Regions from separate parts of the Cricetulus griseus genome. Here region 1 is linked to region 2. A link is a contact called in public Hi-C data. All regions are on one chromosome and are shown on one strand. Each heading gives the region's core, a stretch centred on a gene start, on an enhancer-like site or on the middle of the called end of the contact. The rest is flanking DNA. Distances are from core to core; before and after follow the strand shown.

Region 1 (5,198 bases), core at 841-3,340, 110 kb after region 2:
GCATTAGATCAGAAAGAAATCTGTACACAAAGGGAAATTCTTGGTTGAACTTTCTTGTAACTCTAAATGAGATTCTCTAACTCACTTGGATTTCTTCCCTTTTGATTTAAACCTAGAGAAAATGTAGCCACATTCATCTGTACTCATTAATGTCATGGTACACTTTGAAAACTTTTTGGTGTTCAGTGGATAAACTCTTATTCAAGTTAAGGGTGTGTCTCAGAGATTATGCTATATTCTGTCCACTCCAGTTTATCTGGGGAAAGGTCATATTGAAGCACCTTCCCACAGATAAACTGTAGGGCGGCAGAGCTAGATTCCTGACAACAGTGTTTTTCTTTAAAATTATTTTCTGATTTCTTTATTTTTATTAGCATACAAATTAATAGGTGTCACTATGGCAGCTTAATTTCTATAAATGATAGGAACTTCCCTTGCTATTTGGAGAAGATACACAAATATAGTTTGGTTTAGATATTAAGAATATCTGTTCAATTTACCTAGTGTAACATTTAGTTCAATTTAGATAATGTAATTCCATTATTCAAAATACCATTGGAAAATTTTAAAATGTTATGTTAACTGGAAATTTTTGATACACTTTTTAAAGCAAAGTATTATGAAAGTGAAACGTTTTTATTGATTTCATTTTTTTAAAGCCATGACAAAAATTAGATCAATCAGGTATACTGGATTTGAGACAAGTTGCAGATATCTAACATTTAATTCATACAGTGGGAGACATGATAGAAGATTGTCCAAAGAGAAAAGAGGAAGAGTATGTGCATAACACACCCCATCTGCCTCTAGGCAGGTTTGCAGAATGCATTTTATTAAAAGTTAACGCACTGATGTGAAAGACCTTCAATAACCACTTTCTAAAAATACAAAACATCTAAGTGTTTTGTGATGCTGTTTTCTCAGAGGAAAAATTTAATCACTCTTCTTAAGAGAACACAGGGCACTTTGCCTTTGAAACAATCACATGCAATATGACTAAAACAAAAAAAATGACTTTAATTGGTTTCTTTCATGGCAAGAAATAGGGTTTGGTTTGCATAATTTTTTTTTCTAGTTCAACTAGCTTAGAGTTGCAAAACACATGATTTTGAAATCTTAATTGTCATATACAGATATTTCTTAGAAGTAAGTTTGATTCTGTCACGTAGCTGAATTCTAAAAACTATTGTTTAACCCTATGTTCATGCCCCACTCTACCTTGCCTGGCCATCGTAGCATTATAATAGGTACTTTAAGGATGTTATTTAATGTTACTAAAAATTCTTGATATCTGTGAAGAGCTTTGCAGTATACAGAGTGTAACTTAATGAAGCTCGAAGTGGTTTTCTACCTATTTTTCCTGTTCATCAAGGTAGCTAGCTGGCCTAAGTTTGCGCGGTGGCCGATTGAACTGGTGGTGAGTTCCGCATGTACTTACATACTTTTTTGTCCAGCTTGAGCTGGAGGGCATGGTTTTCAGAAAGGCAGGCAGCCTGGTCTATCTCTTCAGGGGCCAAGAATTTCAGCAATCTTGATAGCCCAAAAATGTCTAGGGAGGCATGAGAAAGAAAGTGGCTGGGATTATCTCTGGATGCCTAGATCTGTAACTTGGTTTATTTAAGGCAGTTGGCTTGTTCTGAGCCTGCTAGAGCGCTTCTGATGTACTTCAAACAAAAACACATCTCTCTTCAATAGGGTAACAATGCCCAGACACGTGGTGACAGTTGTGACCATTGTTACTTGCGAGGTTAAGGAAACCACAGTCAGGTATTGGCCAGGCTCGCCTTTCCTGCCACACTCCTGCGTGGGACTGATCTGGGGTGGCTGGCTTAGGAAGAGAGTAGACAAGTCTCCGTAGGGAGTTGAAAAGCTTAGGTACATAGAGGTGTGGGCTTCTCCGGGGCGAATTCTGCCGGATCTTTCATAGAAGCAAACAGGATGGCTCGCGCGGCAGCGGAAACCGCCTAGCAAGTTACTTGGAGAGCTGAGCTTTTCCTTCCGCGCGGGGGTCGGAGCCGGCCTGGCCCCGCCCCTCGCCGAGGCCCCGCCCCCGCCGGCTGGGCATGCTCAGTGGCCCGGTCCGGCAGGTTTTGCGTGGCTGCTTGAGTTGCCCGCGACGGCTCTGCCCGCCGACGGCACGTCTCTCGGCGGCCACGCGTTCCGGGGAAGTTACGTGCGGGAGCAGGTTTCTGAGGAGACGCCCGAGGGCGGAGGGGACGGCCGGGGGTCTCGGTCCTGCGGAGCGGCGAGCGGGCCGAGGGCGGCGGAGGCCGAGCAGGCGGCCGGGTGTGCCCCGCGGAGAAGCCCGGGCGGGGCGGACGCTTCCCGGACTTTTGTCCCACTTGAATCCCCTCCCCGTGGGCCGGGCCTTTCCGGCCGCCCCCGCCCCTGCCCCGCTCGTCCCCGGGAGATGTTTATGCGGACGGTGGCGTGAGGAGCGGGCGGGCGGGCCGGCGGCGCGGAGTTTCGGGTCCGAGGAGCCTCGCGCGGCGCCGAGAGAGACAAGATGTCCGCCAGGGCCGCGGCCGCTAAGGTGAGGGCTCACGGCCCGCCGGGCTGCGGGCGGGGCGGTGGAGGACCCGGGGCCCTGCGGGGGGCCTCGCCCCGCCCTCCCCGCGGGCGGCAGCCGGGGGCGACGGTGGCGGGGCGGGGAGGCAGGGAAGGAAGGCGGGCTGGAGACGCGCCTGCCGCCCGGGCAGGTGCACGGCTGCCGGTGCCTGGCTCCGGCTCGCGCTGGGAGGCGACGTGCAACAGGTCTCGCGCCTGGAAAGTCGCCCCGGGTGAGGATTCTCATGTCTCCGAGAGCGTGTCTGCTGAGACCCAGGGGTGTCACCTGCAGCAGGCCGGTGGGTAGCTCGGGCTGTCTCCGGAGGAGTGGTTGGTACCCGGCGAAACCCTGTAGTTTCGATCTGATGTCACCCGCTGCGGTATGCGCAATGGCAGCGATAAAGCTTTGAGACAGCAAAACACTCAGCTCGAGAGTAGCTAAGATTTTTTTTTTTTTTAGCTTTAATATTTATGTGAGGCATCAGAGGAGGAAAGTTCTTAACACTTTAATTTCAACTTTCAAAAGTATCACAAAGTGTCCCTGCACATGGACAATAAGATGGACTCAACAACAGAAAATACCCGATGAATTCTGCACAAAACAACGTTCCGGTCCATTTCCCCGTGTGTTTTGAAGTGTGTTTCTTGACACAGCATGCCTTATGTTATTAAGTACTACATTAAGCCAAAAAATTTTAAAAATCGAGTTAGAATTCTTCCCATTTATGCATTTTAGTACTTGGTCTTTCAAACAATGATAGGAACACAAAATGTGATGAGTGAAAAAACTCCCTTTAAAAAAAAATCCATTACTCAAACAACTTAAAACAGGTGGTGATTTTATATATTTTTCTATTAGAAATACTTAATCATAACCTTAGGGAGCAGATAGAAGGAAGCGCCTGAATTCTTAATAGGACCTTGTCTTTTGGCTGGCAGTAGTTAGCGGTTACAGTTAGTAGTGAATAGATTGTTTTAAGGAATGGAGTATTCCTCCCTTAGTAATAATGCTTGTATCTTATTTGAAGGCACATTGATGACCGATCTAAAACGTAAGCCTGGGACCAAAAACTAGAATCAGTGCAACATTTTGTTACTTATAAAACATAAAACTTGTTATTTACCTTTGCTGGGACTTCCTGGGAAGAAAGGCTTTGTTGCCATATTACACAGAATGTCACTTTGTTTCGAAGTGTGAGCCCTGGTACTTGTTATTCAAGACAACACAGTTGGAAAGTGTTATTACTAGAGAAGTGTTTCCAATAGCTTGCTATGGCAAGGTGATTTAGAAGGTGTGCTTACACATAAATTATGATATTGAGATTTTTATGGAACATGGCAATGCTTCTCTAGTCAAATATTTGCATGCTTAGCTGGTAATTGAAGAATTATTTTCTTGGATGCTGTATTGGGGCACACTTTGAAGTCTACATAAAGCTAGAACCCACCATAAGTGAACAGGTAAATGCAGTGCTAACCAGTTGTTTCCCTAAGTCACATTTATTGTTTTGCTTAAGAGCTCAACTCTGTCAGTGCTTTACATAGGGTGCTTTTGTTTTTCCCACCCCTGTTAAAATATTTTACAGACACTAATTTTGCAGCACAACAGTTGTAGAGCTTGTGTATAAGCCAATGCTTTTGATTCTGTATTCTTGTAATGGTTGAGTAATTTTCATCTTGCTGCTCAGGTCATCATTGCCTTTTTGAGGAGATGTTTGGCTTGTTTCCAGGATATTGTTACTGCAATGAGTACACTTTAAATAATTGTATTTACATTTTTGTATCTGTCCACTTACTACTGTATGGCAAATTCTTAAAAATGAAATTGCTATGTCAAAGAGTTCATTTGAAATTCTGATATACCCATTAAAATCTTCCTCCAGAGCCTATACTTAAGAATAAATACAACAAATGATGGTTTGTTACCCAAATCTAGGGGAATCAAACTCTGGGTGAAGAGAGTCAGAACCTACCCATGGTCCCTGAATTGATGTGTAAGTGCAGTGCAGTTCCAAGTAGAATTCCAGTGTGGTATTATAGAAAACATGATAGTTTGATGTTTATCTTACCACATAAATGAATGGAGGGAGAAAGTCCTTTCAGATAATCTAATGTATTATAAATTCAGAGTAATTTAAAGTAGGCTATTGCTTCAGGAATAGAGAATGGCGCCACACAGCCATAAATAAATAATACTTATTATTCAGAAATAAATAAATAGTACTTATTTATTGGCTGTTAGTGTTTGTGATCAACTTTTAATATGTACTGTGGTTGTTTTGTGTTGGTAATTCACTTAATTCTCACAGTAATGCTGTGAAAGTGGAAATAGTTTGCACTCTTAGCCCAACAAAAGGGAAAACTGAATATATGTCAAAATAAGAATAGATTATTGGGAAAGGATCCTTTATTCAATAAATAAGACTACTAAGGCGGGTATCTTTTTTTAAAAAAAATGTTTCTTTTATGTAACAAAATCCAGAAGAATCTTTGTTGTAGTTGTTATTTATTGTGGGTGTCTGATGGGAATGCACACATGCTGTGGCAACCCAGTGGATGACAATTTTGTGGCTTTGGTCAGTCTAGCATCTGTGAGTTACAACCACCTTTATCCACTAAGCCATCCTTCCTTCGATGCTCCTCATGAAGTT
Region 2 (5,304 bases), core at 599-3,098:
TGTGCAAGAACTTTACCATTGGGGGGCTGGAGAGATGGCTCATCGGTTAAGAGCACTGGCTGATCTTTCAGAGGTCCTGAGTTCAATTCCCAGCATCCACATGGTAGCTCATAACCATCTATAATGAGATCTAGTGCCCTCTTCTGGAGTGAAGGCATACATGCAGGTAGAGCATTCACACACATAAAATAAATTGATCTAAAAAAAGAAGTTTATCATTGATCTACATACCTAGCTCTTCAATCAGAAGCAATGGGGGGGGGCAGGTATCTGTGGCTGCATGGTGGAACATCATGGCGGGCAGAGGTGTGATGGAGGAGTGCTGTTATCTACTTCTCAGCCAGCAGGAAGCAGGGAGGGAAGAGGGGACTGGGAACTTTCAAAACCTTGCCCTCCGTGGCCTGTGCCTTTAATATGCTTCCCCCAAAGTATATAATTTCCCCAAATAGTGCCACAAACTGGGGACCCAGAGTATAAAACATGAATTTATAGGAGCATTTCTTATTCAAACCATAACAGTAAGACAATCAACAAAAATCTTGATACTTGAGTCTGGGGATAAAATATAATCAAAATATTTCATAGTAATATGTATTTTTTAAATTACACTGTTGCCAGGTGGCTCATGCCTTTAATCCTAGCACTTGGGAAGCAGAGGCAGGTGGACTCTGAGTTTGAGGCCAACCTGGTCTACAGAGCAAGTTCCAGGACATCCAGAGCTACACAGAAAAACCCTGTCTCAAAACAAAACAAAAAATTTCAGTTAAAAGAGATATGTTCTGCTGGGCATTGGTGGCGCACGCCTTTAATCCCAGCACTTGGGAGGCAGAGGCAGAGGCAGGCAGATCTCTGTGAGTTCGAGACCAGCCTGGTCCACAAGAGCTAGTTCCAGGACAGCCTCCAAAACCACAGAAAAACCTGTCTTGAAAAACCAAACAACAACAACAACAACAAAGACAATAAACTAAAGCATTTTGGAAGATTAGGGCCATGAGACAGTGGAGCTCCAGCCAGCAAACAGGCTATGGGAGGGCTCCTGGTAGAGGTGTGGCCTTGCATCTCATATGTCACCACACAGCCTGCCAGGACACTGACCTCAGCTCCAGTTGTTTTCTACCTGTCTATTCCGGCCCCTCATAATGCTTGGCCTTGTGTGTCAGTAGGTGCCATAGGGGCTGATGAGAGAGGAAGAGGTGGTTTGTTGATGCCTCTTGGTGTCTCTGCTAGAGAGAAGCAGTGCAGTCAGGAACAAAGAAATAGCTTCAGCATTCCACATCTTCCTGAAGTTGAGGAGGGCGGCATTCAGGATGAAAATAATTTAGTCCAAGGAAACAATGAGTGACATCATGACATCCTGGTTCAAAGATGTGGGTGAGGGGAGCGTCCTGGGTGTTCAGCTGAAGGAGGGTTGTTGAATGAATCACTCACATGAATACTGAAATTATCCCAGGCAACAAGAGAAGCCTTTCTCTGCTGCCCCTAGTGTTTTGTCAAAACCCAAGGAAGCTGAAAGGCTTTTTCAATAAATGCTCCGACCTGGAATACCTGGATTCTACCGCGACCAGTCTGTCTTATTTACATTCCTGTCTGTCCATTCATCTTCCATTTTTTACATTTTATCTGATTCATTTCAAGTGAATGGAAGATGTCGGTCTGCTTCTCTCTTCTGAGAATTTTAGGAATTTAAGAGCCATCAAAAAACTAATAGTGTTTAAGTCTGGCAGGAAGTTGCCTGACTTTAGATTCAAACGAAAGATGACTCAGTTTTTGAGCCAGCTTCAGGAGCCACCCTCCTGCCCTGGCTCAGCAGGAGCAGCAGGCCTTGGCTGCTGACTCCTCAGGCTGGCATGCGCCACCCCTCCAATCTTGCACCATCACAGGGCTCTGCCCAGCAAGGCAAACATTCCTTTGTACCTGGGACACAGCTGGGACCTAAAGGCAGCAAAGGAAAGGAAGTTCCTGTTTGCAAGGAAAGGCTGAAGTGGTATGTTCTGGGAGGAAACGAGCAGCCATTGAGTAATTCCATCAAAACATCTAGGTGGACCTGATTCCAGCCTTTAGCTTCTGTTTCCTGCCCTCCCCTGGTTGCTCTGAGCTGATGCGGACTGCCTTAATAGTTCCTGCATCTGTCTGCTATTTTGCATATGGAGAAGTCCAAGACAGTTACATGTTATTAAGTGCTAAAGGAAAAAGAGCATTTGCTTCGCTTCTACCTGTGTGGAAGAGTCAAAAAAGAAAGGACCCAGTGCCCACTCCAGAAGCAGACCCAGTCAGTGTGTGCATGGCAGCCCTTGTGATCTGTGCCTCGGTTTCTCCATCCATACATGAAGATAATGGGGCCTTCTCTGCCTGTCTGGCTTATGAAAATCCACATTAAAGAACAGTACACTTAATAGGGCACTGTCTGGAGTCTTGACTCCCTGGCAGACCGCATTGACTCCTCAGTACAGAGGGAAGAGAGAGGCCTAATAGGCCTGGTCACATAGTAATCAACTGCTTAGTCCTGCTGGGGCTGGAGGTGTTGTTGGGGGAGCTCTGGGAAGAATCCACCTACCAGAGGGCCGAGAACAAATGAGGACTCCTCAGGAAACACTTGTCCCCAGGCTAACTGGGTGAGGAGGTCTGGTTCTAAAGTCCTCACAACTATTCTCTTTCCCCCTCTGTAGCCCAGCCCAGCCCAGTCAGCCAGGCTGGTGTTGTCACTGCCCCTGGTCCCAGCAAGTACCTCTGCTCTAACACACCATCTAGCGCACGGCCAGCTGGGGTCACACACTCCCCTTCTCACCTTGCTCATTTTCCTCCTGGTTTTACCTAATGATATCTTTGTTCATTGTCCCTTCCCTTTAGAATGAAAACTCCATGAGGGTAGGAACTTTTTTTTGGAGGCGGGGGGAGGCAGGGTCTCCTGTACCCCAGGTTGAGCTCAGATTCATTTTGTAATCTTCAACTCCAGATCCTCCTGCCTTTGCCTTCCAAGTGCTGGCATTGTAGGCATGTGCCACCACACCCAGTTTTATCACCTCTGTGTCACCAGCACCCAGAAAAGAACAGTGCCTGGCACACAGCAGACTTTCAGTACGATGAGTGAGTCACAGGCCTAATGCAAGGTCAGAAGCCTCAACCCTTCGCTTCCAACAACCCGAAGCCCTGTGCCCGAGACTTCTCCACTGATCCCATGGATTGGGGTTGGGAGAGTGGACCTGGTTTGCCTCCATCATGGTGGATGGCTTGGTTTCTTTCATTAAATCCCTTCTTTCTCTTTCTAGGGCAATCAGTTAACTTGGAACATCTACATCAATTCTTACTGTTTAAGACCGTGTCTCCTGTAGCCCAGACTGACCTCAGACTCAGCTGTGTAACTCAGGCTGACCTTAAACATCTGCTCTTCCTGCCTCCGCCATCAAAGAGCTGGGAGTGCACATCTGAGCCACCACTCCTGGCTTATGTAATGCTGGGGGAATGAGCCCAGGGCTTGGGGCATACTAGGCAAGCCAACTGAACTATATCTTAGCCCTGATATATCTTTTTATGCTATTTGCCTAAAGAGTTCTATGGCTTTATTTTCCAGCCCATCTAACATTTTACTTAATGGTATTTTGTTTGTAATTTTCAAGAGTCCTTCCTTCTTATGTTGGTTTCTGTATAGAAGGCTGTAAAGTGTTTCTAAAATGACCTCTGACCCTCTGTTATCTGTTCATTCATGAGTCACTAGAAAACAGGAACATGAAGAGCTATGGACACACCCAAGTTCACAGCAACATTATTCAGGGTATCTGACGGGTAGGAGCAAGCAAATGTTCAGTGACAGATGAATACATAAACACAGACTAAGCCATTGGTGTGATGGAATATTACCTTTGCAAGGGGGGGTGCAGTTCTGAAAAATATACCACAATAGAGATGAACCTGGAAGAAATAACATTGGTGAAATAAGGCAGGTGTCACAGGCAGCAGGTAATTGTGGGTCCACTTACATGAGGTATCTAGAGTTCTCACATTCACAAATCTAGAAAATAGAACAATAATTGCCAAGGCTGGGGATGTAGGGACAGACAAGGGGGATAGTGTTCGGTGGCAACAGCATTTAATCTTGGGAAGATGACATCTCCATGATGCCTGGTGATGACGGCTGCACAGTGTGAATATACCAAACTGGACCTGTAAACTTCCAATGGTGAGGGTGGTACATTTTATCATAAAAAAAGTATGAATCTGTCACTGCTAAGCATGATGTCACTCGAAAGCCTGCTCTGAGAGAAGCTCCTGCACAGGGTCTGAGGAGGCCCTGGGGCCACACACCGATAGACTCCCTTGTGCATCCCTGTATCTTCCCTGCCTTGGTCTCTGACTGAGAGTCCTGCTTCCCACCTGCAGCCTGAGGCTTGGAGCAGAGACCTCTCTGCCAGTGCCCTTGCCAGCCGCCGCTTCCCCATCCTGTCCCCGCTGCTCTGCCCAGTTTCCATCTTCTAAGAAAGTGTTGCTACCTCTGTGTCTCTTGGGTTGTTTTTCACTTGATTTATGGCTTTTTTGTTGGTGGTGGTGTGGGCAGGGATTCAAGAGAGAGAAGTGATAACATGTAGCTGTTTCTCTTAATTAGAAGTTGGCGTGGGTATTTTTAATAGTAGTATTTATATAATTATAGACATAATAATCTTTTAATCTACTCACACCCAAAGGAAAATTCAAGATGTTTTTTTTTTTAATCAGTTCATTTTATTTTGTTCACATCATCAAAAAGCCAAGTCAGAATCTTAAGCCACCCAGCGGTGGCGAGACGCCTCAGTGTGTAAAAGTTTGCCACCAAGCCTGACAACCTGAGTCCCATCCCTGACCCCTAGATAAAGGAAAGAGAGAACTGACTCCCGGAAGTTGCTTTCTGACCTCCACTAGCACACTGGCGGGTACCTCCCCCACTGTAATAAACCCACTGAGCTTCAGGTGACAACTGCAAGGCATTGTGCCAGCTGAGCTGGCATCCTCTGTCCTAAAGGGACAAGAGCTTTTTTCTTTCATTCCTCCTTCCCTCTTCCCCACCGCAGTTTTAAAATTTAAATTAATTTTCCTCTTTGATAACTTTACACATGTGAATGTATTTTGATCATTTTTACCTCCCATTATCCTCTTTCATCCCACCCCCATCCTTCGTTAGCCCTTCCTCCTACAGATCCTCCCACCCTACCTTATGTCTATTTGTTGTTTGGGTTTTTGTGACCCACTGAGTTGAACTGAGTTGTTTGCATGGACATGGTGTGGGGGTTATTTATTGGGTACTTAGCCAGTGCCTACTTTGTCACTGAGGAAAAT

The links. A called contact is a pair of places that touch in the nucleus more often than the background predicts.
Region 1: a Hi-C map of the CHO-K1 cell line shows a contact between it and region 2, with 2.1 times the contacts expected there. The contact joins the promoter of Tjp1 here to the enhancer-like site in region 2. A contact is called at or near these places in 2 of 8 Hi-C or Micro-C datasets (the CHK-Q cell line and the CHO-K1 cell line).

Annotation. Positions count from the first base shown.
Region 1 is chr3:131,896,978-131,902,175 of CriGri-PICRH-1.0, forward strand. Tjp1 (tight junction protein ZO-1) reads left to right here and starts at 2,091. Exons shown (of 27, transcript XM_035442470.1): 1 at 2,091-2,533. The coding sequence starts at 2,507.
Region 2 is chr3:131,786,808-131,792,111 of CriGri-PICRH-1.0, forward strand. No RefSeq gene overlaps it. Among named protein-coding and RNA genes, the nearest start is that of Tjp1, 110 kb to the right of the region's middle. Within about 2 kb of position 1,849, at least 3 of the 6 cell types and tissues checked have open chromatin away from gene starts, as enhancers often do. A contact at or near this core is called in the CHO-K1 cell line, where this site is marked.